Linked DNA regions of Mus musculus: all the other regions are linked to region 4. A link is a contact called in public HiChIP or PLAC-seq and promoter capture Hi-C data. All regions are on one chromosome and are shown on one strand. The core of a region is the stretch at or near the end of the contact, and the rest is flanking DNA. Distances in the headings are between cores, read along the strand shown. Region 1 holds the start of Polr3k (polymerase (RNA) III (DNA directed) polypeptide K). Region 2 holds the start of Mtg2 (mitochondrial ribosome associated GTPase 2). Region 3 holds the start of Pcmtd2 (protein-L-isoaspartate (D-aspartate) O-methyltransferase domain containing 2). Region 4 holds the start of Arfgap1 (ADP-ribosylation factor GTPase activating protein 1). Region 5 holds the start of Osbpl2 (oxysterol binding protein-like 2). Region 6 holds the start of Ss18l1 (SS18, nBAF chromatin remodeling complex subunit like 1). Region 7 holds the start of Lsm14b (LSM family member 14B).

Region 1 (4,044 bases), core at 712-3,211, 900 kb before region 4:
TTTTACACTTACACGTACGTACGTGTGTGTGTGTGTGTGTGTGTGTGTGTGTGGTGGATGGTACAGAGTCACAAAAAAAAAGTTTCCATCAGTCAGCTCTCTTCTACTCTCTGGGCTCCAAGAATCTAACAGGTTTGGCAACAAGTGCTTTTACCTGCTGAGCCATCTCACTGGCCCTAATAACAGACAGGGTTACATTATAATAATAAATTTATTATTATTAAATATAATAACGAGTAATAATAAGCAGGGTTGAGTCCCTAGCTCTGTTATGGGAAAATCCTCACCTGCAGTAGAGTCCACATTCTCCCATGCAGCTGCTCCACCAAGCACGTCGTCCACTTCTTTTAGCTTTGGATACTTTCGGTTTGTTACCTAATAGAAACAAGACATCAGATTTGAAGTAATTGTACAGTTTTACAAGTGGGCCACCAAACTACAATCTCCCTCCAGCATTCCCTCTACAAAATTTATCTTCTTCAAAGAGCAGTGTGAGTCACTGAAATGTAGGGGTCTTGTGACTGGGATGTCCCCCAAAACAGCACAGAGGTTCAATGTCAAAGGTCTCTAGAAACAGAAGGAAACACCAGACAGAGCAGGAAGAAAAATCAGCCTAGTAAAACCTCACTCTTCTCTCATACCCCTCAGACACCTAATAATCCAACAGGAGTGACAGACATTTAACTGGGTATACCAGCACTCCCCAGGTCATTTTGGCTGCTTTCCTAAGTTTATCAGGCATCCTTCTAATTTCGAAATTATGTCACAACTCATCTTACCACAAATCCAGACTCTAAACTCCTACCATACAGCTCTAATGAGCAAACATTAAGAATGAGATGTCACCAAGGCCCAGTGGTGCACACCTGCAGTCACTGAGGTAAGGAGGAACAAAACAAGAGTTGAAGGGTACACAAAACACCAAGGGCTAGAAATACAGCTTTCTGGGCTCCAACACAAGCACCACACACACAAAATAGCAACAAGGATATAAAATATTAGAAGGCAATGCATTCTGTGAAAAATATAAAAGGAATGTGGATAAACTGAAAGTGCTGGGGTTTGGTTTGTTTCCTGTGCCTGTGCGTGCGTGTGTGTGCGTGTCTATGTGCTATGCAGCCCAGGTGAGCCTTGAACCTATTCTCCTGCCGCAGCCTCTCCAAGTGCTAAAATTATAGACATGCACAAACAGCCAGAAGGGCAGGAATCTAAATAAGGTAGCCATTATTTTAAAAGAGGAGAGGGAGAGAGAAAGGAAGAGGGAAACAGAGACGCATACATGCACACATACACGGGGGTAGGGGGTAAGGCGGAGAATGAATAAGTGTGATATGTGCCTGTGTAAGAATGACTCGGGCAAAAGGAAGGACCTAACAGTACTGCGTACATGGTGAAGATTCTCTAGAATAACGACAGGGGCTGGGAGCAAAAGAGCCACAAGAAGAACCCAAGGATTTCAAATCAGAGGCGAGGCGCGGACTGGTACGCCAAGGACAGCACGAGGGGAGTGTAGGTTTAAAAGGTATGAACTAAAATTCTCACAATTTTCGGAGTATCACAAAGTGGGCAACGGAGAGCTAGAGGGGGGTGGGGGGGCTTCGACGTGGCCGGAGCGACGCCACTGGAGCAGCGACTGCTGGACTTGGGGTACCACCGCAGCGAGAGCACAAAAGCCTGCAGGAAGGTCTGAGCGCGCCGACGCTTGCTGTGCCTCCCAGAAAGCAGAGAAGGCACCCGTCTGTGGAACTTACCTTACGGGTGATATTATGGACGTAGGGGCAAGTGTTGCAGGCGAAGCGATGGCAACGCTGCCCCTCCTCCACAATGAGTCCGTTCCCGCAGCCCGGGCAGAACAACAGCATACTGCCAGCTTCCACACCTCGCTTCTGTCTGGCGCTTCCGTGGTGCAGGCGCCCAATCAAAAGCCGTCTCACTTGCTCCGTAACTGGCAACCCGGGATCCTCAAGACGTTCCCAGTAGGCACTGCGGCGGGCAGCCTCGCACACTCCATTGGTCACCGCAGATAATCCTTTCCCATCCAGCCAATAGCATGCTGCCTGCACGCCCAGCCCTGTCGTTTCTGCGCGTGTGCACACGTCTCCCTAGCTGAAACGCCAAGAGGACTGGACCGATAATGCTGGCACCACCAGAGTACCCAGGTGAGAGGTTCTGGGTGATGAGGAGACACTTGCCGCACTCCGAGCCATGGACGTGTTACAGGAGGATCATGCTGCTCCGCAATATTCTCATCCGGAACGGACAGAAAATAACCAAATGTCCCAGGAACACTGTCCCCATTGTTAATACTACGTCTCAACTGCTGTCTGACTGACGTACGATATCCTATCTGGACCTGCCATTCCTCCATCTGGCCATTTCTTCACCTAGTTTCATTCTGCCCTTTCACTTACACAGCTAGACTCAACCCTGCAGGTAACAAATACCAGCAGCTCCTTTTCACAGACGTCCAGCTGACTCTTTTATCTCATTTCCTATAGACATTTATATTTCCCAGCTCTGGCTTCTCAGATTTCTTTGAAACTCCTTGCCTCTTTAATCCTCTGCAGTCATTCTGCAACATGCACATGTATGTGTGTGTTGTTTTCTGTTTGCTTTAACTATACACAAACTAAATATCCAGGGAGAGGAACCCCAATTGTGAAAATGTCACCATAAATTGACCAGTAAATAAGTCTCTGGGGGCATTTTCTTGAGTTAAAATTGGTAGGAGAGGGTCTAGCCCATTGGGGGCGGTGTCACCACCAAGCCAGTGGTCCTGGGTGATATAAGAAAGCAGAATGATGGGGCTGAAGAGATAGTTCAGCTGTTGCTTGTTCTTATAGTGAACACTGGTTTAATTCCCAGCACCAATATGGTAGCTCACAAACGTCCATAACCTCCAGTTCCTGAGAATCCAATGCCCTCTTCTGACCTCCGTAGGCACCAAGCACGTCTTTGGTGCACGAACAAGCATTCAAAAAAAAAAAAAAACAAACAAACAAAAACCCTCATACACTTAAGTAAGTCTAAGAACAAAATGGAGAGAGAGAAAAAAGCAATCTGAGAATCTGAGTAAATCATGAGGAGCAAACCAGTAAGCAGCATCCCACCATGGTAATGGCTTCTGTTTCTGCAGCAAGTTCCTGCATTGACTCCCCTAAACAATGGACTCTTGACATGTAAGCCAAATATTTATGGCTAGTTTTGTGTCAACCTGACACAGCTGGAGTTATCACAGAAAAAGGAGCTTCAGTTGGGGAAATGCCTCCATGAGATCCAACTGTAAGGCATTTTCTCAATTAGTGATCAAGGGGGAAAGGCCCCTTGTGGGTGGGACCATCTCTGGGCTGGTAGTCTTGGTTCTATAAGAGAGCAGGCTGAGCAAGCCAGGGGAAGCAAGCCAGTAAAGAGCATCCCTCCATGGCTTCTGCATCAGCTCCTGCTTCCTGACCTGCTTGAGTTCCAGTCCTGACTTCCTTGGTGATGAACGGCAGTGTGGAAATGTAAGGCAAATAAACCCTTTCCTCCCCAATTTGCTTCTTGGTCATGATGTTTGTGCAGGAATAGAAACCCTGACTAAGGCAAATTGGTACCAGCAGAGTGGGGTATTCCTGTGACAGCCTGACCATGTTTTGGGGAGGACTGTGGAAGGACTTTGGAACTTTGGGCTAGAAGATTCACTCAGTGTTAAGAGCTCTGTCAGATGTTGTGTAGGAGCTTGGAAGATAATGTTGAGAACAGTGCAGAAGATGGAGGCCTGGCTTGTGAAATTTCAGAGGGAAAATTAAAGACTCTTCAGAGCCATTGCTATTTTGGAGTTTGATTATTCTGTGGTTCTGGTTAGCTGGAGCTGAAGAATCAGCTGTGATTAACAAGATACCAGAACTACTAAAGCAAAATCTTTGCATTACTGGCACTATTGATGCTGGTTAGCTGGAGCTAAGAAATTAGCAGTGATTAAGAAGAGACCAGCATCGTTGAGGTGACATCTTCTGGGAAGTGTTTTCTGAAAGCACAAAGAAGTTGTGTTCCAGAGATAACCAA
Region 2 (3,749 bases), core at 784-3,283, 900 kb after region 4:
GTGGTGTAACCTGCAACCGTGCACACTACACGGAGGCTGAGATGGCAAGATCCAGACTCAGGGAGAAACCTGGCCTCAAGGGAATGAGAAAGAGTGCTAGAGGACACCTAATGCCCTCTTACCTGTACATGTGCACGTGTGTGCATCTGCACACTCACATGCATGGGCATGCACACTCACCAGAGTAAATAAAGCCCAAGTACCTAGTTCTTCAGTGCTACAGGCCACTCAGGGCTAAACCAGGAAATACAGACTAGGATACTGCCATCACAGAAAGTCCTAGTGGGTAGGGTCTACCCACAGCACACTGTAGAGGGAGCCTAGGAGGGCATCCTCACTTTCTGTCTAACTGTGCCTTTGCTGGGCCAATGAAGAGAGTCAGAGCCTGGAGCCTGAGAGCCAAGATGCTTTAAGGCTGTACAGCAAGGCTTTCATGTATGGGGAATTCCACGGTGCTACCGTGTGAGAGGGCCACTGCTGCTATACAGGATGCTAAGCTCCCGGCTACTGTCCACAAGAGGTGTGTCCAGGAACCTTCCGCACTAGTTTCACAGTGAACCGATTGATCTGATTGTGTAGCTGGCACTAGAGACATGTGCCAAGATGTCTTCAATGAGAAAGAAGAAAGCACTGTGGAAGAGGGGTGTAGCTCAGTTGGTAGAATGCCTACCGACCTAGCATGCACAAAGCCCTGGGGTTGACCCCTGGAATCACATAATCCAGGCATGCCACCACTTACTCAGGAGGTGGAGGTAGGAAGGTCAGAAGTTCAAGGTCATCTTCTACTACTTAGCAAGTTCAAGGCCAGCCAGGGAGCCAGACACATGCAAACCTGTCTTAAAAAAAGAGAAAGGGGGAAAAAAAAAAGCATTCTTGAGGAATGTTTTCATTTCTTCAGTGTTATTCTTTTATAGGCTAAGCACAATTGGTTAACAGTATTCACAGTTAACTAACTTAATTCTAAGCATTCCATTTTCACTTTGCTACCGGATATTAAATCCCACGCGGGCATTACTGTTTCTGCTACATACTTTTACACTTCATTACATATGTTTGTGATCTACTTCGTTCTTCATGTGGAAAACATTTAGAAACTGGAGTATCATTTTGTCACCTGACAACTCACATTACATGGTTTTTACTTAATTATATGCCATTCACGGGGGTGGGGGTAAGTGTTCCTGCTGTGTGCGGTGGCAGATGCACTCCGGAAGCCAGACAGGCATCTGGGTGCCAGGCCAGCAAGGGAGAGCCTGTCTCAAAAACAAAATAAAGCACGCGTTCAACAACGCTGCTGTCTGGGTGCCTGCCCTATGGGGCCTTGTGGGACAGACTGACTGGAGGGACAGCTGCCACCTCCCACCCAATCCCCGACCCAGCACTCAAGGTCCCAGACTGGTTCACATGCAGGCAGGGAAACCTCCCGACAGCTCCGAAACTGTTCCATGCTGGTCCTTTAGATTTCTGAGTAGGAACAAGGCCATTTGCTCGCACCCCAGGCGCATCTCTACCGATCCTTAGTGTGCAGAATGCTTCTTTACCTCATCTTTAAAAGAATGCCTCTACAAAGCCGCGGAGGCGGGGACTCAGGAAGACTCAACTGCCCATAGTTAGGCGACACACTGCGGCGCCTGCATCTTAACAGGTGAGCCTCTACCCTAGTAGCGCATCCATAAAGGCTTTCCAAAAGAGCTGGGCAAGGGGACGTTTCTGCCATTGTTTTCTGTTCATGGTCTCACTATGTGGCCTAGGCGGGCCTCGAACTCCTAGAAATCCACCTGTCTCATCTGGGAAGCTGCGCTTACAAGCGTGCGCCATCACGCTCAAGCTAAGGCGAGAGCGAGTCTTTCAGAAACCAACTTTACGGCGATCAGGCCGGACGGGCTCTCCTCATTAGAGCCACCGCACACAGAGAGAGATCCCGCCCAGTCATCCCGCCCGCCGCCTGCCGCCGGAGAACGCACACCCGTGCAATGCCGCCCGCACCCACCCGCTCCCGACAGCTCCCACCTCCGCTCGCTCGACTGGTTCCGGGTCGGGCTCTGGCCGCGCACGCGCAGTGCAGCAGCAAACCGGAAGGCGAGGCACCGCCCCCCGAATCCCGTGGTCTCTGTGGCTCCAAAGCCAAAGTCTGGGCACCAAGGAAGCTGAGCAGAAGGATCGCCGTGAATTCCTGCCCAGCCTGAGACACACAGTGATCCTGTCTCACAAAACCAGGAAAAAGCCAGGTGCCGGGTCGCACGCTTTTAATTCCAGTCTCGGGAAAAAGAGGCCGGGAATGTCTGAGAGTCACATAGGTTTGTACAGTGCGCCTCCGTCTAACCAACCAACCAAACAAGGGTGAAAATGATAGGGTGTTTAAAAACTGTACTTCGTTCACAAATAACAAGACAGACGTAACATGCTCAATAAACAGAAATGAGGTAATGGCTAAAAAAGTGTTTTAATGGAAATGGAAAGTCTTCCTCTTTTTACAAGTTTGAACGGACACTCAGTCACTGAAGCCCACGTCTGAGAACAGGTACAACAGGAAAGGAAAACACCTCCTTTCTGGGCCAGGCCTGTGTCTGCCCAGTGCCTCTGCGGACATCTCCCATCTCCCACTGTGCTATATGCTAAGTCTGCAGAGATGTCCATCCACCCATAGCCCCTGACAAGCGCAGCGCGTAGTGGTCAGCACATCTGAAAACCCCAGTCCTCAGTGGTCAAGTTCACCAAGTATTGAACGGATGCTGGGAAACAGGAGGAAGAATGAGCAGCGATTTCCAAATCTCCCTTTGCATCTTTTCTGGCCTTCAGTAGGAGGAACCATTGAAAACAAAACACAGTCAACCACACCTGCACGAAGGGTTCATTTCAGCCTAGGACTTTTCAAACATTCATGTTACAGAAGAAAAGCTATAATACAGGCAATGAAAAAGACTGGCATCACTTTCCCCCACAAAATTACATAAAAATCAATAAAACATTAAATAAACAATATTAATCATTAAATATATTAACACCAAAATCAGGTATAAATTAGGAAATAAATGTACAAACTATTTCACAAAGTGCTTTTAAAAATATATACACAACATTCAAGAAATTCTTAATGTAAGACATTTCAAATTGAACTTTTGGGGTGATACATATTTTAAGTGTTCTTTTCTTTCAAAAAGTATTAACACACACTAACACAGCACTTTACATATACACACACACATACACACTAATACAGCACTTTAACATACACACATATATATACACACATACACACACATACATACACACACACACACACACACACACGTACACACTTGCACATGTATGCATACATAAAAGGCATATTCCCAGATTGGCAAGGAATAAAAACCATTTCACAGTTACTTAAAATGTTTCGACATTTTCAATGGGATATTTAGCCCCCAAGTGAGCTTGTAGGCTAGTTTTATAAAAATTGCCAGAAAGGGAAGGAGCTAAAGAGATGATGAGTCCCTAAAATCAAGTTGCTAATACTTCTGCCATGTAGCGATCAGAAACTTGTTTCTGTAAAGTTAAAGCCGTCATGTAGTCAGCCCTTGCCTGTGTGTTTCCTAAACCCTGTGCCTATGAGACACATATGCCCATGGTTGTTGATAATGGTCCCAAGGAGAGGGAGAATGTCCTAGAGTAAGACGGCAGCCGACACAGACAAGTCCTTTGATCCGGCCCTTGATTCTCCTGTAAGTAAATGGAGCTTGCACTGTAAGTTCCAGCAAGACTGTCAA
Region 3 (3,697 bases), core at 256-2,755, 870 kb before region 4:
TAGATGTGATCAGTCACCATGTCAAAAGAAAGAAAGAAAGCCCTAAAACATACTTGAAAATACTCTCTCCAAACCAAACAGTATCACTGCACAAGAATGCAGTGCAGTAGATTCCAACTGAAAGCAAAGAACTATTTTTTAGGAGATTGTCCTTCCTTTACTACCCTACGATACACACTTTGCTACTTGCTGTAATGCTTATTACAGTTCCCATTCAGAACTGATTAGCACAGGCCAACAGAAGAAAAGGGCATAGGAAAAAAACTGAGCAGCACAGGACCCCAAGTGGACAACAACAACACAAGTGAAGCTGGACTAAAGAACCCTGTTTCATATCTATACTGCGTTTGAAAAAACTGCGACAGCTGGCCCACAGTCAAGTGGATGTCACTTTCTTAGGGGATACCTTGCTAGGAACATGTATTCTAAACCATCATCCTGCCAGCAGAACGAGGAAAATAGCCAAGGCTTCTTGTCTTGAAAACCAGAACTCTTGGAGGGTGTGCCTCAAATGCATATCACTTGTGGTCTGCATCTGAATGAAAGCTGACCAGTAGTATGTACTGACTAGGGACAATTCCTACTGTTTCGTGCGTGGAAAAGCTTTGGGACTAACCGAAATTAAAAAAAAAAAGAAAAGAAAAGAAAAAAAGAAAAATGAGTCCCTTCTCCCAAGTCTCCCAGCAAGGTCTCAGAGGAGGATGGAGAAAAGCCAGGGCAAAAGGAGAGACCAAATGCCACCACCTCAAGAGGGCCCACTTCAATTCCCTTTATATATAATCAGTGCTGAGCCTCTTAAATACCTCGTTCTAGAGACAACCTACCAGACGTAATGGAGCCCACTTTAGCAATGTCTTCAATAAGAACAGAGAACAACAGTGCAGGGCCCAAGAGAGCAGAGGGCAGATACTCAAGATGACGGAGTTGATGGCAGAGGCACAGGCCTAATAAAGAAACAAAGGGTCCAGGCCCCAGGGGTTCTCTCCAGCTACTTTAGATCTTTCCCCAAAGGGGTCTTTTTTTTCTCCTCTGTAGGATACTCTGCCTTCTTCCCAATATCCACCCTAGGTATAATTTGTTTCAATCATGGTCAATGCCCGACTTGCCCTTGAGCTAATTGCAAACATTTCCTACTTAATTAGAAATAGGTTGTAGAACTAGAGCAATCAGATCCCAGAATTAGCAACAGGCGGGGGGTGGGGGGGCACGCTGGAGGGGAGGGAGGTGCTGGGCAGGGAGATGGGGGGGCGGGGGTGACAGGCGCTGGGGTTCGAAACTCTCGGAGATGGTAAGATACACGGACGCTGGGGAACGGGTAACCAGAGCTGGAGAAGGGATATGGAGGGAAGGGCCGAGGGGCAGAGACGGCTCTACCTCGGCGCTCAGCAGCCCCCGTATTGAGTCTCGGAGAGCAGTTCTTCAGACGCTTCTGTCGCTTCGGACGGACCTCAGCCGCTGTAAACATCCGCTGCTACCTCTGCGCGTGCGCGGGCTCTACCTGAACTGAGCATGTGCGGTTGGAGGACACTCTTAAAGGGGCAACGGCACAGCCCACGAGCCTGCCACTTTCCACCCACTGGTTTGAGTTAAGTGTGTCCCTGCCTGATTGGTCAGTCACTAGGTGGTCTCCGAGCATATCCCGGCCTAATGATATGAGAAGATGCTGGCGTGTCGACGGGAGAAGGGCATTTTGCCTGCTTATGTCCACTCAAGGACAAAGCCCCCACAGTAGAAAAGGCAGGAGTTAAGAAACAAGAGTGATAGATTGGGTCCACTCTCCTGCAGGAGTTACAACACAAATGACTGCCGGCCCTGACCCTGCCAGGCTACCTGGTCCAGGGGATGGCCATCTGCACACTTGAACCTTGAACCAGCAGTTCTGGCCACTTCTAAGAAACCTACAAAATAGACCAAAGTCTAAGTGATCTTTAGGGCTACCTTTCAAGATTGTTCTGAGTTTTTGTTCTATTTCATTGGGATTGCACATCTCCTCTATACTGCTTGGAGGGTACATGTTGAAGGAAGTAGTGTCAAGAAGGAAGGAGTCTGGACGCCTGAGTCAATAGCTGTAAGAAAGTCACTCAACCTGCAGTTGATTGTGGTACGAATGAGGAGAAAATGATTCTACTATTTTTTAAAGTTTGCGTGGGAAGGCTAAAGACCCGAACTAGATAACACAATATTGATCAAAAACAAAACAAAACAAAAGTATAGGCCTAACAACATCTGATTTCATGACTTACTATTAAAATTACAGTAATCAAGAGTCATATGGGGGAAATAAATTGATGCTATCAAATACAAAACTTAGGTTAGAGCTATACAAATATAGTAAACTCACCTTTGATAAGAGAACAAATACAATTCAATGGAGGAGTGCTGGTCTTTTCAACAAAAGATGCTGGAATAATTAGACATCCACGTGTAAAAATAATAGAGACATAGCTCTTCCAAATTTGATTTCCAGTACCCAAGACACTTGGCCTTTGCAGGCACTCAGGCATGTGCACACACACACACACACACACACACACACACACACACTTAAAGGTAAAATATATCTTTTTAACACTGGCATCATTTCTCTGTAAAATATACTGTCAGAAGAATAAAAAGGTAAGACATAGACTGAAAAACAATATTCCCAAAACACATATCTGATAAAGGATTTCTAAAAATCCTTAAAACTCAACAATAAGAAAATAAACAGCACAAATAGAAACGGGAAAAAGCTATGAACATATGACTCAGCAAAGGAAATATACAGATGGCAAATGAGCATATGAACATATCAACATAATTTGTCATTAGGTGATGCAGATTTATAAAACAATGAGATATCAATACACACCTATTAGAATAGCCAAAATTTATAAAATCTATAATTCACCAAATACTGGTGAGGATGTAGAGCAACAGCAGCACATCACTTTCATTGCTGGTGGGAATGAGCAATAATAAAGATACTCTGGAAAATAGTTTGTCAGTTTGCTACTGAACTAAGCAACGTCTTAGAAGATGTGACAGCAAACAAGTGTAATGCCAGCACTTAGTGGTGGAGGAAGAAGGACCAGGAGATTAAGGTCATACTTTGGCAGTGTAATAGGTTCAAGACTAGCCAGGGCTGTACAAAACTATTCCAACATACATAAAACTTTTTAAAAAATCACCATTTGAATTCCTAGATATTTACCACTATACACAAAACCAGCACATGTAGGTAGTATAACAGCTTCATTTGTAATCATCAAACATTAGAAGCAACAAAAAATATTAAATAGATGGGAGGTATAGCCACATAACTGTTTTAATCAGGGATTTTTTGAAAAGTGAGCTACTGAGCTATGAAAGGACATGTAGCAACCTTACACACTTAATTGCTTTTTTTAAATTTGGTGTGTCTGTGGTGTTTGCATGCATATGTAAATAAGTATACATGAACATGTGTGTATGTACATGTAGAGGCCAGAGATCAATGTCTAGTCGCTTCCTTTATTTCTCTCTACCTTATTTTTTGAGACAACTATCTCTCACTAAACCTGGAGTTTAACCCAGAAAGCCCCAGGGATCCTCCTGTCTCTGCTTCCCCAGCTCTGAACCATGCCCAACTTTGTAGCTGGACTTAGCTACTTTGTGGGTTCTTTTTCTCACCCTTTACCCACTGCCCCTCCCCACTGCATCATCCTGTATCAATAGA
Region 4 (3,836 bases), core at 1,153-3,652:
CCCCCGTCTGTCTGATGTTAGGAAATAGTTGTTTACTGTAGCTGTCTGAAACAAAATCCTAGTACATTCCACCTTCCTTTTTTTTTTTTTTTTTTTCCCCCAGACAGGGTTTCTCTGTATAGCCCTGGCAGTCCTGGAACTCACTTTGTAGACCAGGCTGGCCTCGCCTCCTGAGTGCTCGGATTAAAGGAAAAGGCATGCAGCACCACACCCAGCTCATTCTACCTTCCTTTTACTGCATTAATCACATGTTAGAATGGCATCCTACGACTGTGAGCACACAAATGCAGATTTTTGCATGTAGGACTCCGTTACTGGCATGACTCACTCAGGCATAAGTTAGAAGCCCAGGCATTCACTCACGCACACAACTGCCCCAGACAGCTCAAGAGCATTTGGGGAGACACAGCTAGAGCTGAGTTCCAAAGCTCTCTGCATTCTTTTCTAGCTGCTACGTGAACGTCACCAAGACCACAGCACGTTTCTGTACTGGATCCCAGTGTCCAAAGCTCTGTGGCTGCCCTCAGAGGCTTACAACCACAAATGGAGGCAAACACAGGCAAGAAGCCAGCATCTCCTAAGGCAACTCTGGATCTCTGAGTAAAACCAAGCAGAAGGACATTCTCAGCTACGGGCCTGAGACAGGGTCTCTACACATAGCTCACTGTGCAGACCAGGCTGGCCCAAAACTCACAGAGATCTGCCTGCCTCTGCCTCCCAAGTGCTGGGATCAAAGGTGGTGCCACCATGCCTGACTTGGTTTGGATTTAAGAAACTCTTCCTGTGTGGTAAACTTTGGATATTGGAGAGAAGTTAGGGTTTGGTCTGGGGTTTTTTGTTTTTTCAAGACAGGGTTTTTCTGTGTAGCCCTGGCTGTCCTGGAACTCACTCTGTAGACCAGGCTAGCCTCGAACTCAGAAATCTGCCTGCCTCTGCCTCCCAAGTGCGGGGAACAAAGGCATGCTCCACCACTTACTTCCCTGCTCAAATTAATCATCTTAAATGTTGCTTAATAACATGAAAATAAGTATCTCTCAGTTTAACCAGCCTAAAGAAGGCCTCAAGAATCCTTTTTTTTTTTTTTTTAAGATTTCTTTCTTGGGTGGGCTCACAAGTGCATGCCTAGAAGCCTAGAAGGTGGGAGCTGAGTATCTCCTTCCTCCAAGTGAGTACCAGGATCAAACTCAGGTAGTCAGGCTTTGTGGCAAGCACCCCTACCTGGTATCCATATCACCCACCCTTAAGAATTCTTAATAGCTGAAATGAAAAAAAAAACAACAAAATACTCTTCCTTCAGGCAGACATACCTAGTAGATAATGAAGCAAATAAGGATTTCAAACTTTAGTGAGCTACATGTCACACTAGAGAACATTTGCTTCTTAAATGGGACGTGATGTACATCTGAGGTCAAAGGGGACATCTAGGGACATAGCTTGGCCCTAAGGCTACACAGTATGGGTGACCAAAAACCGTTCAGAGAACACAAAGAACCCATGTCTAAGTTATGCTTCTTCACTCTGAAGAACAGACGATATCAGATCATCACCTCGTCCAGAACTATAGTTAGGGCTTCAATGCTCTAAACATTGCACAGCTATGGAACAGTGTATATTACTTCTGACTTGTGGGTGCCTTAAGAGTGCAAATACAGTATATTCTATTGCCAGGTACAATTGAGAAAAAGTTTAGAAGCTTGATCCTGTGGGGGTCTGTTGTTGAGATGTTTTGTTTTTCCTCCTTCCGCAGAGGACTCACTTCAGAGACCAAGAAGGGAAAAATCAAACAAACTGAGGTTAGAAAACCTGGCTTACCGGCACCTCTGGACAGAATCTTCTTTCGAAGTGAAGGGCTGAGGCCCTTTCCCGACAAAGTGGGCAGTGCAGAACCAGTCTGCGTCCAAGACTGCTCGGGACCAGAGCGCTGAGGGGCCACGTAGGTCCCTGCAACCGCTAGGCTGAAGGGCGGTAAAGCTCACAGGCCGGGAGGCAGGGGAGGGGGGGTCTGGACGGCCGCACACTGGGATCCTGGAGTTTGGGGTCCGAGGAACAAAAACGTCACGGGTCGAAGGACTGGAGAACCCGGGGCCAGGAAGCTGGGAAATGGGAGGTACGCGGGAGGCACCGGGGAGTAAGTCAGGGCTGAAGACCGGGGGCGTCGGACAGTCACGGTATTGGGGGACCAGGGGCCTAGGGCTGCAGAATCGAGGATTACAGGGCCAGGAACTGGGTGATCTGAGAGCCGGAAGGGCAAGGAACTGAGGGTCCGCGGATGCCCGGTGTCCTGGCCGCAAACTCACCTGCTGCCCCCAGGAGGTCGGGTCCGGCCGAGGTGCCAAGCTGGACTAGGCGCTCAGATCCCCCCACCAGCCGCCAGCAGCTTCCGGCTACGTCGCGCTTTGCAAGGGCTCATGGGAGGCCTCCGAGGCGGTACTTCCGCCTCTGTGCGCGAGCCCGAGGCGAGGCTTCTTTTCCGGTCTGTCTAAACCTTCGGCTGAGCGCCAGGTTTGCAGGGTTGCCTCTGCGTGGGCAGTGCGGCAGGGCAGCGCAGATGGATCCGGGCTGCGCTATCTCCAGCGGGATTCTAGGGCGTCCACGGTCTCGACCAAGCCCGGGAACAAGGGACTTCCCGTGGCTTCTGTCAACTCGAACTCCGACCCGTGGTTTAAAATAGACTTGGGCAAGCAGTTCTGGTCAAATCAATGTATTTAGTAGCCGGCGGGTTTTAGTTTTGTGTTCACTTTGGGCCGCCCTGTGTCACTAATTCCTTCCTCATTGGCCTTTTGACGGTTTTGCTTGGGCTTTTTATTTTTATTTACTTGTTTGTTTATTTATTTTTTAAGAGACTGGGTTTCTCTGTGTAGCCCTGGCTGCCCTGGAGCTAGCTGGCTTCCAACTCTAAGATCCGCCTGCTTCTGCCCCCCCGAGTGGATCAAAAGATGTGAGCCATCGCCGCCCGGCTCGTTTGACTTTCAAATTGGCCAAAAGTCAATGTTTTATTGAGGTCAAATCAAACGTACCTGCATCGAAACTTACCGTGAGGCATTTTATCAAATTCAGATCCATACAGTTGGGACCTCAAGGGACAGTGGATCCCTTTCTCCATCCACTGTTGGAGTTTCTTTCACAGGTTTAGAGCTTTGTGTAAAGAGAGAAACAAAAAACGTAGCCTTAAGTCACTTAACCACAGCCTGATATTGTTATTTGAGATAGACTTTCACATCATAGCCTAATTTAGCCTGGAACTCGATTCAGCCTCCTGAGTTCTGGAATTATAGACACCCCACCTAGCTTCATAACATGGCATTTCTGTTTTTGTGAGAAAGGCTCTTATGTATACCAGGATGTTCCAGAACTCATACCTGCCCTCTGCAGGCTAACGTAGTGGCCAAATGCAGGGGACAGGAAGCTTACTAAGAACATAAGTGGCAAATTCCTTAATTGCAGCACTGGGGAGGCAGACAGGTCTCTGACTTCCAGGCCAGCCTGGTCTACAGAGTGAGTGCCAGGCCAACCTGGGCTATACAAAGAAATCCTACCTTTACAAACAAAAGAACAAAATCTAAGCCAGATATAATGGCTCAACCTTCCACCTCCTATAAACTTAAACACATACACATAACCATGTGAAGCCCAGGGCATAAGAAAATGGTGGCTGGAACCTCCGGTAAGGGTTCTGTGATTCTACTTTTATCATGAGGATGTGTTAATGGCCTCACCACCACTACCACACATCTAGCCATTGTTGGGCTGCTTTGCTTATTTTTTTTTTTTTCTGGCTGAGGGCAGCCATGGTGACTGTGCCTCTCAGTGGTGATGATCATGTCATGCTCAGATGA
Region 5 (4,214 bases), core at 900-3,399, 850 kb after region 4:
GTTAAAGGTGTGTTCCACCACACCCAGCCTAACTTTCATATAAGGTTTTTATAATCCCAGCTGAAGTAGATGGACTGGGGGTGGGTCTAGACAGTTTGGACTACAGAGTAAGGTCCTGTGTCAAAGCAGAAAAAAATTTTTTTCACTTAGCATTTTTTTGTTTGTTTTTTGCTTTTCAAGTCAGGGTTGCTCTATGTAGCCCTGGCTATCCTGGAACTCATTATGTAGACCAGGCTGGCCTCAAATGTCCACCAAGTAGAAGGCAGAGGCAGGCAGATCGTTGAGTTGGAGGTCAGTATGATCTACAAAATCAAGTTTCAGGCCAGCCAGTGTTACACAGTGGAACCCTGTCTCAAAAACAAAACAACAAAAAGAATATGAACTCACCAGGGCTATGATGCATACCTGTAATCCAGAACACGGAGGACCAGAAATTCAAGGTCATGCTCAATTACATTTGAGCCTACCCAGTTACATCAGATCCTCCTCAAAAGTAACAAAATGAGTGTAAAGAACACACAAACTGGTATCCAATACTAAATGATCAGCCCTGGAAGCATATAAGTACAAGTAACATTACACAAACTGAGCAGGTACAACTCATGCATTTAAGGATACATAATACATACACACATATACATATGTAACAATAATCCAAAAAGTAGAGGCCACAGAAGAGAGCAGAGGAACTACTAGGGGATTGGAGGAAATGATGTAATTATATTACAATATCAAAAAGTAAAGCTGGGGATAAAGAGGCTGCTTTCTTATCTCAACGGGCATAAGGCCATGCTCATCCTTACCAACAACAAAAAAAAAAAAAAAAAAAAAAAGAGAGAGAGAAAAAGGAAGTCTGGGTTTCGGTACCTTTGTTACTTAATTTGCTACTAGGTGCTCTGAAGTAAGCTACTTGAGCTCTCTTTTCCTTGGGAATAAAGGTAATGTTAGTGACTGCTGTAAGACTCATGCTTCTAATGATCTAGAGCAAATAATTGCTCAAAATTAGCGTCCCCTGAGATAAGAGTTGTTATTACCAGACAGTACCTGGGGCAAACAGGAAGGTAGATTCTATGGAGGACATGCAGCCACCCATTTCCTCATTGTCACCCTTTAGTTGGCACCATCAGAGGCAATGGGAGGCGACGGACAATGTGTCCACTCAAATGTTCCTGTTTCCTTACTCACATCAGTGAACTAACACTTTGGAGCACCTGTTGCTTGTCAGAGCCCACTGCAGACGACTGACCCATATGTATCTCTTACTGGTACACCAGATGTCACATGCCACAAGCAAGAAGTGAAGGTGGGAGAGATGACAGGTGACAGTTAGCAGGGTCCAGGCTCTCTGCAGAAAGGGTCAGCAGTTCCCCATCCCTGAGGCTCCCACTCAGGAGCTGTCCCATCAACATCTCTGACAATATGGAGCCTAGCCTACACGAAGGCCTCCTCCGAGTGTGTGCAGAGCCCCACAGAACCACTGATCCAGATGTGCAAAGGCCGACCCACAAGAACATAACTCAAAAGCTTGTCCAACTCTCAAGACTGAGGCGCCCCACTCGGCCGCAGCGTCTCGGAGGAGCAAGGGGGACAGAGCGCCGCCGCCGGTGCCTCCGCCTCCACGCGGGGCCCACCAACCGCACTCAGCGCGGACAGCCCTGGCTGCCTCGCTGGTGCAGGTCTGAAGGCGCGCTCCGACTCTGCTGTGGAGACATAGGCCCTCGGACCTGAGGCCACGCGGGCACCAAGTTCCCCGCGCGCCCCGAGGGGATGCGCGGCTCGCCCAGCAAAGGGAGAACGCCGGAGTCCCTCGCGTGCGACCGCGGACCTCGCTGGAGCCCCACGGGGCCCCGTCCCTCCCGCGGTCGTCCACACTCCCGGCGGCCTAGCGCCGCGACTCTCCAGCCCGAGCCCAGCCGCGGCCTAGGTGGCAAATGGGCCTCCCCGAGACCCGTCCCCGCGCGCCCGCCCCGCTGCAGCCCACTCACCCGAACGCGGTCCCCGCGGAGTCGCCGACCCCACGGCCGCCCCGCCCCCGACCGCAGCCGGCAACCCTCTGACACCCAAGCGGAAGTGCGGCCCGCGCCTCTCCGACCTACAGCCCGCCGTGCTGCTCGCCGCTCGCCGCGCCCCGCGCCGTCCGTCAGCCGCCGCCTGGCCAATCAACGCTCGGCCCGCAGGCCGCGCCGGGGGCGGAACCATGCCGATCACGTTCTCCGGACAGCTTCTCCCTCGGCCCTATCATAATCCGGCTCACACGGGGGAGTGGCGGCGCGCCCAGCCAATCACCCCTTGGAGAAGGTGGGTTTATGCAGATACTGGAGCTAGAAGGAAGGGGAGGCAGGAGGAAGGGGAGTGACCTTGGGAGAGGCTAGTTTACAAACAGTGAGTCAGGTGGCTGGGCGTGAACGATCCCAGGCTGGCGCTGGGCTAGACCCACCCTTTGGCTCCCGACCCCGCAGACGCTTCTCACGGTTGCTGGGGTATGAACAAATGGCAAATGTGGCCGCCGGCCTTTGCGCGCCAATCGTGACTTAACATACCCTGGGGCCAGTTTACCCCTCCAGTGGCCTCCCTGGCCGGTTCATCCTGTTTAACACCCTTAGGCGCCCTGTGGTCTGCAGTGGCTCCTGGTTAAACTCAGAATCTCTGGGGACACGCCTGCAGCCTGTTTGGCCTCAGAAAAGCTATCTGACCTCTCTGAACACTCAGTTTTCTCTGTAGCCAGGGTTCCCCAGCCTCCTCATCACATTGGAATGTGGGGTCTGGTTTGAGAAAGGTGAAGTGACATGAATCAAGATGGCTACTGACTTGCATAGGACTTTGCAGGGCACAGGAATTGCAAAGGTATGGGACTTGTGGTCCGATCCTAGCCAGGAGGTTCAGCTCAGTGTCAAACCTGAGGGAAGCAAGTTAGATGTCTCTTGTCTTTCACAAACCTACCCAGAAGCAAGTGAGGTGAGGGCCGCTATAGGTCGTTTGAAAGCAGGAAACCAAGGAGGAACCAAGTCCCCCAGGTCATCCAGGGCCAGCTGCACCTGACATCAGTCCAAGGCTTTCCAGTTACTTGAGTAATTACTTGGGTTTTTTGCTAAGCCAGTCTGAGGCTTTAGCAAAGGGGTTCTAAATGCCCCCCATGAACCTTCTTCAGCACATAATGAAGGATTCTTCTCCAAGGCCACACTTCTTCCTCCAGTAAGGTGGTGCTCACACTCACACACAGGTCCGTGTCGTGTCCCGTCCCCCCCCCCCCCCGCCTCTGTGGCCCACTCTGCAGATACTCAAGTCCTCTGCAAACACGGAGTGGCCCAGCAGACCCTGTCTGCCTCTCTAGCTCCCACCCCAGGGACAGCCTGGCTTTCTGGTGGCCCCTTCTCACTGGCGCAGGAGAGACGTGCTGGGACTGGAAAAGAGCCCCCTGCACGCTCAGCTCCTAAAGAGAGAGACAGAGGGAGGCGGGCCAGGCTTCCGAAACAAAGGCGTTGCCATGGTTACCTCTGAAGAAAGCAACTCCAGCCCGCTGAGGGCTGATGGAAGGGTGCGGCAGCTGGCCCCCCAGCCAGGACAAGGACAGCTAGCCGGTTGCCACGGAGATAGTCAGACTGACCAGGTTCTGCAGTTTTTCTGGGGGCCTGGCCAAGACTAGCTCAGAAACCCACCACCACCCACACCCTTACCTAAATCTCCAAGATCAGCCCCTCTCCAAGAGACAAGCCTCAGAGGGACACAGCTTACCTAACCTGTTTTTGGACTTTGAGCTACAGGGCCCTGCCATCTGGGCAGAATAACCACCCAGGTTGGGCTGGGCATCCCTACTCAAGCTGTGTAGTAGATGGGCTGACCCTGGGGCCGGGGTGGCATTCCAACCACCTGTCTTCCAGCTGTGGCTGAGGAGAGCCTTGAGTTCCTCACTTCCGCTTTTACCTCTAGGTAAAAGGTGAGCTGACAGGTACCTAACACTGCTCCTGGCTCTCTGCCCCCTTTAGGAGCTGCTGCCACCTTTCAGCAGCCTCAGGTGCAGGGCTGGGTGGCTCAGCATCCCTGTCAGTAGGGGAGGGGCTCTCTCCATCTTCGCCGAGTGGCAATGTCCTCTAGGATGGACTAGTAGGGTGTAGAAAGAGGAAGAGTTGGCTCTGCGCCCGGCCATGACAGTGCAGATAGTGATAGTCAAAATGCCCCCAAAGTGTTTCATTATGTCCATGTCCCTTCCAGTTCCC
Region 6 (4,244 bases), core at 772-3,271, 920 kb after region 4:
ACACACACATCTTGAGCTGCCTTTGAACTTATCATGTAGCTCAGGCTGTTCTCAGACCGTCTTGCCACATATGCTGCAGAATGTAACTGCAGTGGCGCATCATCAGGCCAGGTCAGAGTGCACGGTTTAAGTACATGACACATCCCCCCTCAGGCCTTCTCAGACTCCCCAGTAAAGGATTCACAGAGACAGGAAGTGAATTGCCAGCCCTACCAGGTTAAGGACCTTGACAGGCTAAACTTAAGACCCACTTCCAAAGATGCACAGGCTGAATTTCTGCCCTGAGCTGAGGTCAGCCAACATCTCCTCTTTGTGATCTGATGTTTGGCGTAGTCCTCCAATACACCTTTGCCTGGAGAAACTGAGGATCTTTGATGAGCACGTTTGACTACTGACTAAAAATGTTGAAGCCAAAAGTGGCACTGGAAAGAGTGACTGTTAAGATCCAGCAGCCAGAGTGCCTGGGCACTGTCTGGACTGCCAATGTGTGGAGTACTCCACCCTCCACCAACCAAGGCTCCTAGTTCATGGCCACACAGACAGCAGCCTGTGGAGCCACACGGAAGGGCTACTATTAGCTTTACCACGTAGCCTCTGTAGCCTCCTTCACTAAGTCACTTCTGCAAAAAGTTAAATGTGGCAAGATCTATAAAACCTGCATTTCTGCTTTCCTCCAATAATCTCCCCTGCTAACTAGGACTTGCCAACAGTGATAACCATTATGTTCCTAAGGAGGATAGCAAGGGTGATCTGGGAAACAGGCGACAAGCGAAGAAAATCCCCACAAGCCTCTGAGGGAGTAGAGAGGCCAATTTCCTTTGGGAACTAACTGGCTCAAAAGAATTCAAGAATTCTGTAAAAGGAACCAGAATTAGGAAAAGCCATCGCGTAAGAAAGATGCCTGGAACCGCGAAGGCAAACAGTAAGAAGCTAAAGTGTCCAAGCCAAAACTTAAAGCTTCCTTTTGTTAAAGACGTCCACACACCCACGCAAACGCCTTCTCTGAGAAACTGGCCCAAACTAAAGGATGAAACTGAGAGACTGCAGGACAAACCTGCGGTGTCTGAAGCCAGGGTGCAGAAGGCGAGGCTCGCGGATACCCAGTGGCCCGAGCGGGGGCGGGGCTGCGCTAGCCTCAAGTCCGCCGCGTGCAGCAAGCTCTGGACAGCGGTGCGGGCTCTGGAAATGGCACGCACACTTTGGATGCGTTCCTTTGTGCAGGGCACCGCAGTACCTCACAAGAGCGGCCAGCTCGCCGCAGCGGCGCGCCTCCAGGCTGCCTGCTCCCCCTTCTCCACTCGCCAAGCATCGCGCAAAGGCGCGCGACCGTCGCTACCACGGCTGTCAGCAGAGCGCGACAAGCCCCCGCCCCGGCTGGAGGGGCCGCGGGCCCTGGCGTCTCGCTCTGTTGCGTCTGCTGCCTGGGGCGCTCTGGGAGAAGAACGCGCAACGCGCTCCGGGGTCCCCACCCCCTGCGGCCGCCGGGCCCCCGCTGCCAGTGCCTCCAGCAAAGTTGGCGCAGGCTTTCCTGGGGGCGCGGGGAGCCGCCGTCAGGGCTCCGTGCGGCGGGCTGTGCCCCGGCTTTGTTCGTGCCCCGCGCCCACCCGCACTCTGTACCCCCTCGGCCATGCCCACCTTCTGGATGGTCTGCTGAGTGACCTCCCCTTTGCCTCTCGGCCGCGCCGACGCGAAGGCCACGGACATGGTGGTGGCGCGGACTCAGCCCGTGATCATTGGGGTTTATTCTCCGGCTGCGCCCCGCGGCCCGAGGTGCCCATTCTCCGCAGAGCGGGGGCGGGGACACGGGGGGCGCGGTGCCGTGGGCTCGCCCGCCTGCCTGTCGCCAATGCGCGCTCGAGTCCCCCGCGTCCCCACGCCTTACGCGACTGCCTCCCAGGTCAGGATACCGCGCGGAGGCCCCCTGCACCCGGCCTGCGCTCTTCGTCCAGCCGGTAGCCGGTACACCGCCCCCTGTGCTGAGCTTCGGTGGTTCCGCCCGCCCTGCCCCGCCCCGCCGTGCCGCACGTCCCCCTGACGCCAGACGCCAGCAGCGTGGCCCGGGAGGGCGGGGCGCTGACGGTGAGTGTGCGCTTTTGAGCGGCGGCGGCCCGAGCTAGTGCGTCCGCAGTGATGAGCTACGACCGCGCCATCACCGTCTTCTCGCCCGACGGCCACCTCTTCCAAGTGGAGTACGCGCAGGAGGCGGTCAAAAAGGGCTCCACCGCGGTGAGCCGGCCCGGGGCCTGAGCGACGGGGTGCAAAAGGAAGCGGGGCACGCAGACCTGGGCGCGGGGGCCGCGCTATCTGCTGGCGGCGGGTGGACCAGGAGGTGACGGGAGCTGAATGGTGACGACGTAGGAAGGGCACCAGGTCGCGGGGACCGCGCCGCGCTTCCCGGAGAGCCGGGCGATTTTTTCTGGCTTCCCCACTGCGGAGCATCTAGGCGAGCGCATCCCCGGGGCTGGGCCGGGGCCATCTTGGTGCTGTGCGCGCGGCGCGGACGGCGGAGGCCGCAGGTGCGCGCGGGCGGCGGGAGGCTGGCTGTAGCCGGCGCCGGCGGGGACTTGGGGATCTGCGAGCTAGGCCCAGGTGGGCGTTGTGAACAAAGGGCGATTCGTCGGCCCTGCGATGGTGACAGGCTGCTTCCGGGTCCGCATGCGCCACCGACGCCGTGTTCTGGTTCCGGTGGGCCCTTCTCACCGCGCCCCAGTTTTGTTCAGTCCTTAGCACTGTTTGGAAAAGGACTCCCCACACCTGTAAGCGCCAGCAGTGAGACAGTTTTAGTTTTGGTTTTTGTTTTTCCCGAGTCACCGGATCTTCCGGAACACACGTGGTTCCGAGTCTTGAAACGCTTACATTTCCCAGGTATTTTATCTCCTTGAAACTAAAACCCCAAAGCTTTTGGTGACCCAATCCACCCAAGAACTCTGGAATGACAGGGCTTGGAAGTGCAGGCCTGTATAATCCTGGCATTTAGAAGGTTGAGGCTCGAAAAATCTCACAAGTACAAAGCCAGCCTGGGCTTCTAAATCTAGAGACCCTAAAGACTTCTAAAACTATAAAGACTCTTTGTGGTTGTGTGTGTGCATTATTAATTTATTATTTTAAAAGTTATTTTTATGTGCGTTTGGCCGTTTGTCTATATGTATATATCTGTGTGAGAGTGTCAGATTCCCTGGAACTAGAGTTGCCATATGGGTGCTGGGAATTGAACCTGGGGTCCTGTGGAAGAGCAGCCGCTGAGCCATCACTCCAAACCCAAGAGATACAGCTAGTGAGAAACCGTCTAACAAAAGAAAAACCTGTGAGGCCAGTGAGGTGGCTCCCTGCACTGCACCTGGTGACATGCCTGGAATCCCAGTCTGGGAGGCAGAGGCAGGAGGATACACTGGGCTTGCTGATCAGTAAGTGTAGCAGAATCTGTGAGCTTCAGGTTCAGTGTGAGACCCTATCTCAAAAAACAAGTTGGAGGGCTGGAGAGATGATTTGGCAGTTGAAGGGTGCAGATCTGTTCTTGAAGAGTACTGAATTTAGTTTCCAGCACCCAGATTCTAAGGATCAAAACTGCCTTACACTTAAGCTCCAAGGGCTCCAGCACCTCTGGCCTCCATGGGCAGCTGTACTCAGAGGCACAGACACAACATACTTAAAAGTAAAACTGCTTTTGACGTTGGAGAAGGGTTGAGGAAGACACCAGTGTATAGACCTCTGGGCTCCACGCATTCAGTAGGAATGTTCTAGAATCTGGGGTGCCTGTCTCCAGTGCTCCCAACTGGCAGCTGCCTGCTGCATCCAGCTAGCTTTGGATCCTGTAGGTCACAGGAATCAACACAGAAGGAACGTGTGAAATCACTCCAGGCCCTTGGTGAGCCTTGTGGGAGGTTCCTGGTATCTGGAGGTCTGGGCCCGGGAATCCTGTTCCACATCAGAGGGAGCTGGCAAGGGGCGGTGCCCTCTACCCAACCACCCTTTCCGGGATTGCTACATTTGTTTCTGTTCCTCTCTTGATTGAAGGGTTAAGTGAGGTTTCCTGGGTTTATTGTGGGGTTTTGTTGTTGTTTTAACAAAATTTCAATCGCTGGATTTTACCAATGAAGACTCAGGAACCAGATACTGGAGTGAAAGCCTACTGGCTCCTAGAGGCAGAGAAGAGCCCAGCTGACCTTCCTCAGTCAGTGTCCCACCAGGAATCCTGCCCCTTCTCATGCTGACTCAAAAAACCTTCAAACTGAATGTCCCTCCTT
Region 7 (4,061 bases), core at 1,102-3,601, 940 kb after region 4:
CTGAACTGGAGAAGCCAACGAAGGTCTAAACTTACAAAAGATAATAATCTAATTGCCCTTGTACCCACCCCTGTAATCCTGGGGTGTAACCTACCAGGCAGTCAGGCTTAGCTTAAGACTTTCAAATTTAGTGTCCGACAATAATGCATTACCAGAACAGAAAACTATTAGAGAACCAACCCCGTCACCCTCAAAACACCCGATGCGCCACTTATACTCTGCCACTCAAAGCTAGACTGCTATGCTCTAGGCATGCCAGGCCCAGGCAAGGCCACCAGCAGCAGCATCTGTACCTCACGCACAGCAAGCCACAGGTCTCTTTCCCTAGCGGCCCTCCATGCTGCGCATGTAACCCTGTAAGGTGTATGCTCTGCATGAATTAACCCCTTAGGAACAGAAACCGTCTAGGTGAAAACCAGGCCAGTGTTCACTAGAGGGCAATTCCTCAAGCTGAATGCTCCAAACAGATGACACCAACTTTCAAGGGGAAACCAGCCTCTCTTGTAAAGGCACAGCCACACAGAAGCGTCGACACTTACCTGAACAATAGCAGGATCCTGAGGGAGTGTATGTTGAGCTTTTGGAGGTTCGCACACAGTAATATCCTTGATATCACTTCCCCGGAAAATGATGTACTCATAAATTTCCTCTCTTGGGGGAGCAGGCCTGTCTGTGGGACGGTCTTCAGTACCAAAGGACCTCACTTAGGGGTTGAGAAAACGACAGTTAACTTGTTGTCCTGGGCCAAGCTTCTGACTACAGAGAGTGCCCTCTGACACAGCACTCTCTTCACAACTAACAGCTACTCGAGCTCGCTGACAATACCTATACAGCACCATGTGGCAAAGACCACAAGGGACAGTAGTTCAGGAATTGACATGAGAATTCCCGTAGAATCCCAAGCTTCACAAAGTTCCCTGATAATCTGTGAAAGCCCTCTGATGGGCAGAGCTCTTTGTAGAACCTCTTTTCTCACATCTGACTTTGCAGATGGACCCTTAGGCCCTCATCACAAGCTGCAGCTGAGGAGATTTTCTGAGGCAAGCACGAAATCTCCCTAGCCCTGGTACAAAGAACAGGCCATGGTTGCTGCAGAAACAAAGGGAACAAATCTCCAAACTCAGACCCCCAACATTAGTTTCTATGTTCATAAGGAAATCCTGGACCCAACGGACCCTCGACAGGATGGATCTAGGAAGGCTAGCACACCTCTCTTTGGCAAGACTCCTGGGCTGAGCTGAATCTGGTGGCAGGCTTTAAGTAGCAAACTCCTATTGTGGACAGGGGCCTACTCTGGGTCTGGTTCTCCAACAGGGGATCTCACGTCAAGTGCAGCATGAAGAGTTCAAGAGAACAAAAAGCCGGAACCCTGAGCCCTTCACTGCAGCACCAGTCTGGGTCTGTGCGCCTCGCTTCAAATAGGAGGTATGGCTAGGGTTTAGGAGAATGGCCCAGGACTGCAGCATGCTGGCTTCAGATTGGCCTCGAACCTCCCATCTGCACCCTCGAGGGTCTAACACGTTAACCCCGGGCGGGCTGCGGCGCTCACGCTTCTGGAGAGCCGAAGGAAACAAGCGCCCCATTTAACGCGGAGAAAGAAGACAAAGAAGCTCTGGGCCCTCACGCTGCCGCGACTAGCGCACCGACTCTGGACTTCTCTCATCAAACCAACCCCTCAAGTGGACAGGGTCGGGAGAGTTCAGAGCAGGACAGCCGCAGTTCAACCGACGCCCTAGCTCGGCGAGAGGCTGCACCGCGACTCGACGGGCGGTGGCTACCAAGGGGTTCCAAGGAGAGCGCGCCGGACCCGGGCCCCCCGCCTCGGCGCGCGTCTCGCCCCGCGAGGGCGTCTCGCAGGTGGGGAGGTCCACGGCTTCAAAGCCGCCCCACCCCCCGACACCGGCAGGATCCTGGTCCGCTCCTCCCACAGCCCCCGCCGAAGCGGGGAACACCATTGTGCGGGCAGGCGCGGGGCGGCGAGCTGTTGGGGCGTCAGTTGGGCGCGCGGCGGCGGCGGGCCGCTACCTTTGGCGAGCGCCACGGTGGAGTTGTCGGTGTCGATGGTGTAGAGGATGCCCTCATAGCGGATCTGCGCCTTGGAGATGAGGCTGATCTTGCTGCCCAGATACGGGGTGCCGGACGAGCCGCTCATGGCGGCGGCCGGGGCGCGCAGGGCGCGGGGGACCAGCGCCGGGCCCCGCCCGCTCCGCTGCCGCGCGGTGGCCTGGCCTCCCACTCCTGCGCAGCTCCGCGCCGCCGCCTCCGAGGCGCCTCCTGCCGCGCCTAGGGGCCTGCGGGCCACGAGCGAACCGGAGAGGGAGCAGAGCGAGGCGCTTAGCCCGAGTCTGAAGGGAGCGGGGGAGGAGCGCCGCCGCAGCCACATCCGGGGCCTCCCGCCACCGCGCGCCGCCCCCGTACGCTCGCAGCCTATTGGCTCCTCGCTGCCGGCTCCCTTTAAATATGGCCGCGCCGCAGGCGGTGGGCGGGGCCGCGCCTGCGCATTTGGAAGCTGCCGGCCGGGGACCTGCCTCTCCGGGTCTTCCCAGCCGGTTCCCGGCGGGCCTCGCTCACCGCTTCGGGGCCTGAGACTGAGCGGGCGGGGCGAAGCGCGCGTGCGCGGGGCAGGCGGGAGGCCACTGTTTGCAAACTCGGGGGCGGGGCGGGGGCTGGACCTGGAAGAGCGCCAGGCTCCTCCCTCCGCGCGTGCCGCTGGCACCCTTCTGGCCCAGGTGTTAATAGGGCGGAGTTGTCAGTCTTCCTTTCTTGTTTGTTGGAGCTGGACCCCGACAGCGCCGGGCCAGGTGCGTCTTCAGTCCCGCTTGCTCCCCGGGGCTAAGGAACCGGCAGGCGGGTGCTGCTCAGTTCTGCAGCGCTCACGGCGGGGGCGACCCTGAAATAGAAAGTGCAGGGGGAGCTCGGGGCAGCCCTGCGCTCCCAAGCCTGATATCCCTAAAATAAGCCCTGACTGTTTTGGGTGACTCCCGCCCGCGTGCGCGCGTCCTCAGACTGCGGCCCAAAGCCCAGCCCGCAGTATAAAATTGGGAGATTTCCCCCTAAATCGCTTCCCATTCTTGCGTTGCTGACTCCGCATCATGCATAGCGGGTAACTTTGTATGTATGAGCGCATGCTAATTTACAGTTAGTCTCCACCATCAGATTAGAGCCCAATATTAGTTACTATGAGAAATTTGGTGGCGATTGGCATTTTATAAACGTGAAATAGAATGAAAGAGGAGATAAGGGAACATCCCATATAGTGAAAACAAGTACTGTTTTGTGAAACAATTTCTCTTAAATGTGAGCCATAAAACGTACTTCTTACTGTAGTGACATCAACTTACCACCACTGCCGGAGGATGCTGGGAATAGTTGTGAACAATTTTAAATTTTAATATTTTCTTATTCGGTGCATGTGCATGTGTGTCCGTGTGTGCATATGTCACAACATGTGTAGAGGCCAGAGGACAGTTAGGAGTTCTCTGCTTCCTGGAAGCATATGGGTCCCGGAAATGGGTATTCAGGGGGTCACACTTAGCAGCAAATGCATTTACCCGCTGAGCCATCTTGCTGAGCCTGTTTTTTGTTTTGTTTTTTTGTTTTTTGTTTTCTTTTAGTTTTAGTTTTAGTTGTGACAGGGGTCTGTCTTACTCTTAGCTCAGGTTGGCGGGGAACTGACTGTGCAGCCCAAACTGGTCTCTAACCTCCTGCCTCAGTCTTCTGATGTGCCAAAATTTTGAGAATGAGCCACCACACTAGACACCCATAGTGGGACGACTTCCCCCAGTTTACAGAAGCAGAAACAAGCATAGTATGTGGGTGAATTGCTGGTGAGCCTGAAGAGTCCTTTGAGATGTTAGTCTGGGCCTCAAACGCCATGCATCTTTTCCACACCACTCCTCCGTGCCCCACACACAACTTTGTGAGACCCACTGAGTCGCCTCCATCACCGAGCAGCAGAGAAGGCAGAAAAGCCTGTTTGATCAACTATAACTCAGCCATATTTCCCACACCAGGGTCTTGACTCAGGAAAACTGAGGCAACCCTGTTGGGAAGAGGTCTTC

What was found. Promoter capture Hi-C pulls out the DNA fragments that hold promoters and counts their contacts. HiChIP or PLAC-seq counts read pairs in DNA pulled down with a chosen protein or histone mark. Capture Hi-C pulls out chosen DNA fragments and counts their contacts.
Region 1: a contact with region 4 is called in a promoter capture Hi-C map of pre-B cells. The contact joins the promoter of Polr3k here to the promoter of Arfgap1 in region 4. A contact is called at or near these places in 5 of 39 promoter capture datasets (embryonic stem cells, fetal liver, hematopoietic stem and progenitor cells and 2 more), 1 of 484 Hi-C or Micro-C datasets (uterus), 6 of 115 datasets of contacts at active chromatin or transcription factors (bone marrow-derived macrophages, double positive thymocytes, embryonic stem cells and 3 more) and 2 of 9 other capture datasets (adipose tissue and liver).
Region 2: a contact with region 4 is called in an H3K27ac HiChIP or PLAC-seq map of thymic regulatory T cells, with 9 times the contacts expected there. The contact joins the promoter of Mtg2 here to the promoter of Arfgap1 in region 4. A contact is called at or near these places in 1 of 39 promoter capture datasets (pre-B cells) and 1 of 115 datasets of contacts at active chromatin or transcription factors (thymic regulatory T cells).
Region 3: a promoter capture Hi-C map of adipose tissue shows a contact between it and region 4, with 4 times the contacts expected there. The contact joins the promoter of Pcmtd2 here to the promoter of Arfgap1 in region 4. A contact is called at or near these places in 3 of 39 promoter capture datasets (embryonic stem cells, liver and pre-B cells), 2 of 484 Hi-C or Micro-C datasets (CD4 T cells and CD8 T cells), 2 of 115 datasets of contacts at active chromatin or transcription factors (pancreatic cancer cells and thymic regulatory T cells) and 2 of 9 other capture datasets (adipose tissue and liver).
Region 5: a contact with region 4 is called in an H3K27ac HiChIP or PLAC-seq map of regulatory T cell precursor, with 9 times the contacts expected there. The contact joins the promoter of Osbpl2 here to the promoter of Arfgap1 in region 4. A contact is called at or near these places in 2 of 39 promoter capture datasets (liver and pre-B cells), 2 of 484 Hi-C or Micro-C datasets (CD4 T cells and muscle stem cells), 3 of 115 datasets of contacts at active chromatin or transcription factors (bone marrow-derived macrophages, pancreatic cancer cells and regulatory T cell precursor) and 1 of 9 other capture datasets (adipose tissue).
Region 6: a promoter capture Hi-C map of pre-B cells shows a contact between it and region 4, with 3 times the contacts expected there. The contact joins the promoter of Ss18l1 here to the promoter of Arfgap1 in region 4. A contact is called at or near these places in 3 of 39 promoter capture datasets (cranial neural crest, erythroid cells and pre-B cells) and 1 of 115 datasets of contacts at active chromatin or transcription factors (memory CD8 T cells).
Region 7: a promoter capture Hi-C map of pre-B cells shows a contact between it and region 4, with 2.6 times the contacts expected there. The contact joins the promoter of Lsm14b here to the promoter of Arfgap1 in region 4.

Annotation. Positions count from the first base shown.
Region 1 is chr2:181,862,277-181,866,320 of GRCm38.p6, reverse strand. It overlaps Polr3k (polymerase (RNA) III (DNA directed) polypeptide K), which reads right to left and starts at 1,961. Exons shown (of 3, transcript NM_025901.3): 1 at 1,752-1,961; 2 at 288-375. The coding sequence starts at 1,862.
Region 2 is chr2:180,068,877-180,072,625 of GRCm38.p6, reverse strand. Mtg2 (mitochondrial ribosome associated GTPase 2) reads right to left here and starts at 2,033. Exons shown (of 10, transcript NM_181424.3): 1 at 2,011-2,033; 2 at 740-832. Ss18l1 (SS18, nBAF chromatin remodeling complex subunit like 1) reads right to left here. Exons shown (of 11, transcript NM_178750.5): 11 at 2,425-3,749.
Region 3 is chr2:181,835,662-181,839,358 of GRCm38.p6, reverse strand. It overlaps Pcmtd2 (protein-L-isoaspartate (D-aspartate) O-methyltransferase domain containing 2), which reads right to left and starts at 1,505. Exons shown (of 7, transcript NM_153594.3): 1 at 1,375-1,505.
Region 4 is chr2:180,965,791-180,969,626 of GRCm38.p6, reverse strand. Arfgap1 (ADP-ribosylation factor GTPase activating protein 1) reads right to left here and starts at 2,402. Exons shown (of 14, transcript NM_145760.3): 1 at 2,298-2,402; 2 at 1,813-2,025.
Region 5 is chr2:180,117,241-180,121,454 of GRCm38.p6, reverse strand. It overlaps Osbpl2 (oxysterol binding protein-like 2), which reads right to left and starts at 2,149. Exons shown (of 14, transcript NM_144500.4): 1 at 1,986-2,149.
Region 6 is chr2:180,040,260-180,044,503 of GRCm38.p6, reverse strand. It overlaps Ss18l1 (SS18, nBAF chromatin remodeling complex subunit like 1), which reads right to left and starts at 2,021. Exons shown (of 11, transcript NM_178750.5): 1 at 1,636-2,021. The coding sequence starts at 1,704. It overlaps Psma7 (proteasome subunit alpha 7), which reads left to right and starts at 2,040. Exons shown (of 7, transcript NM_011969.2): 1 at 2,040-2,226. The coding sequence starts at 2,131.
Region 7 is chr2:180,023,277-180,027,337 of GRCm38.p6, reverse strand. It overlaps Lsm14b (LSM family member 14B), which reads right to left and starts at 2,351. Exons shown (of 10, transcript NM_001372364.1): 1 at 2,026-2,351; 2 at 540-703. The coding sequence starts at 2,152.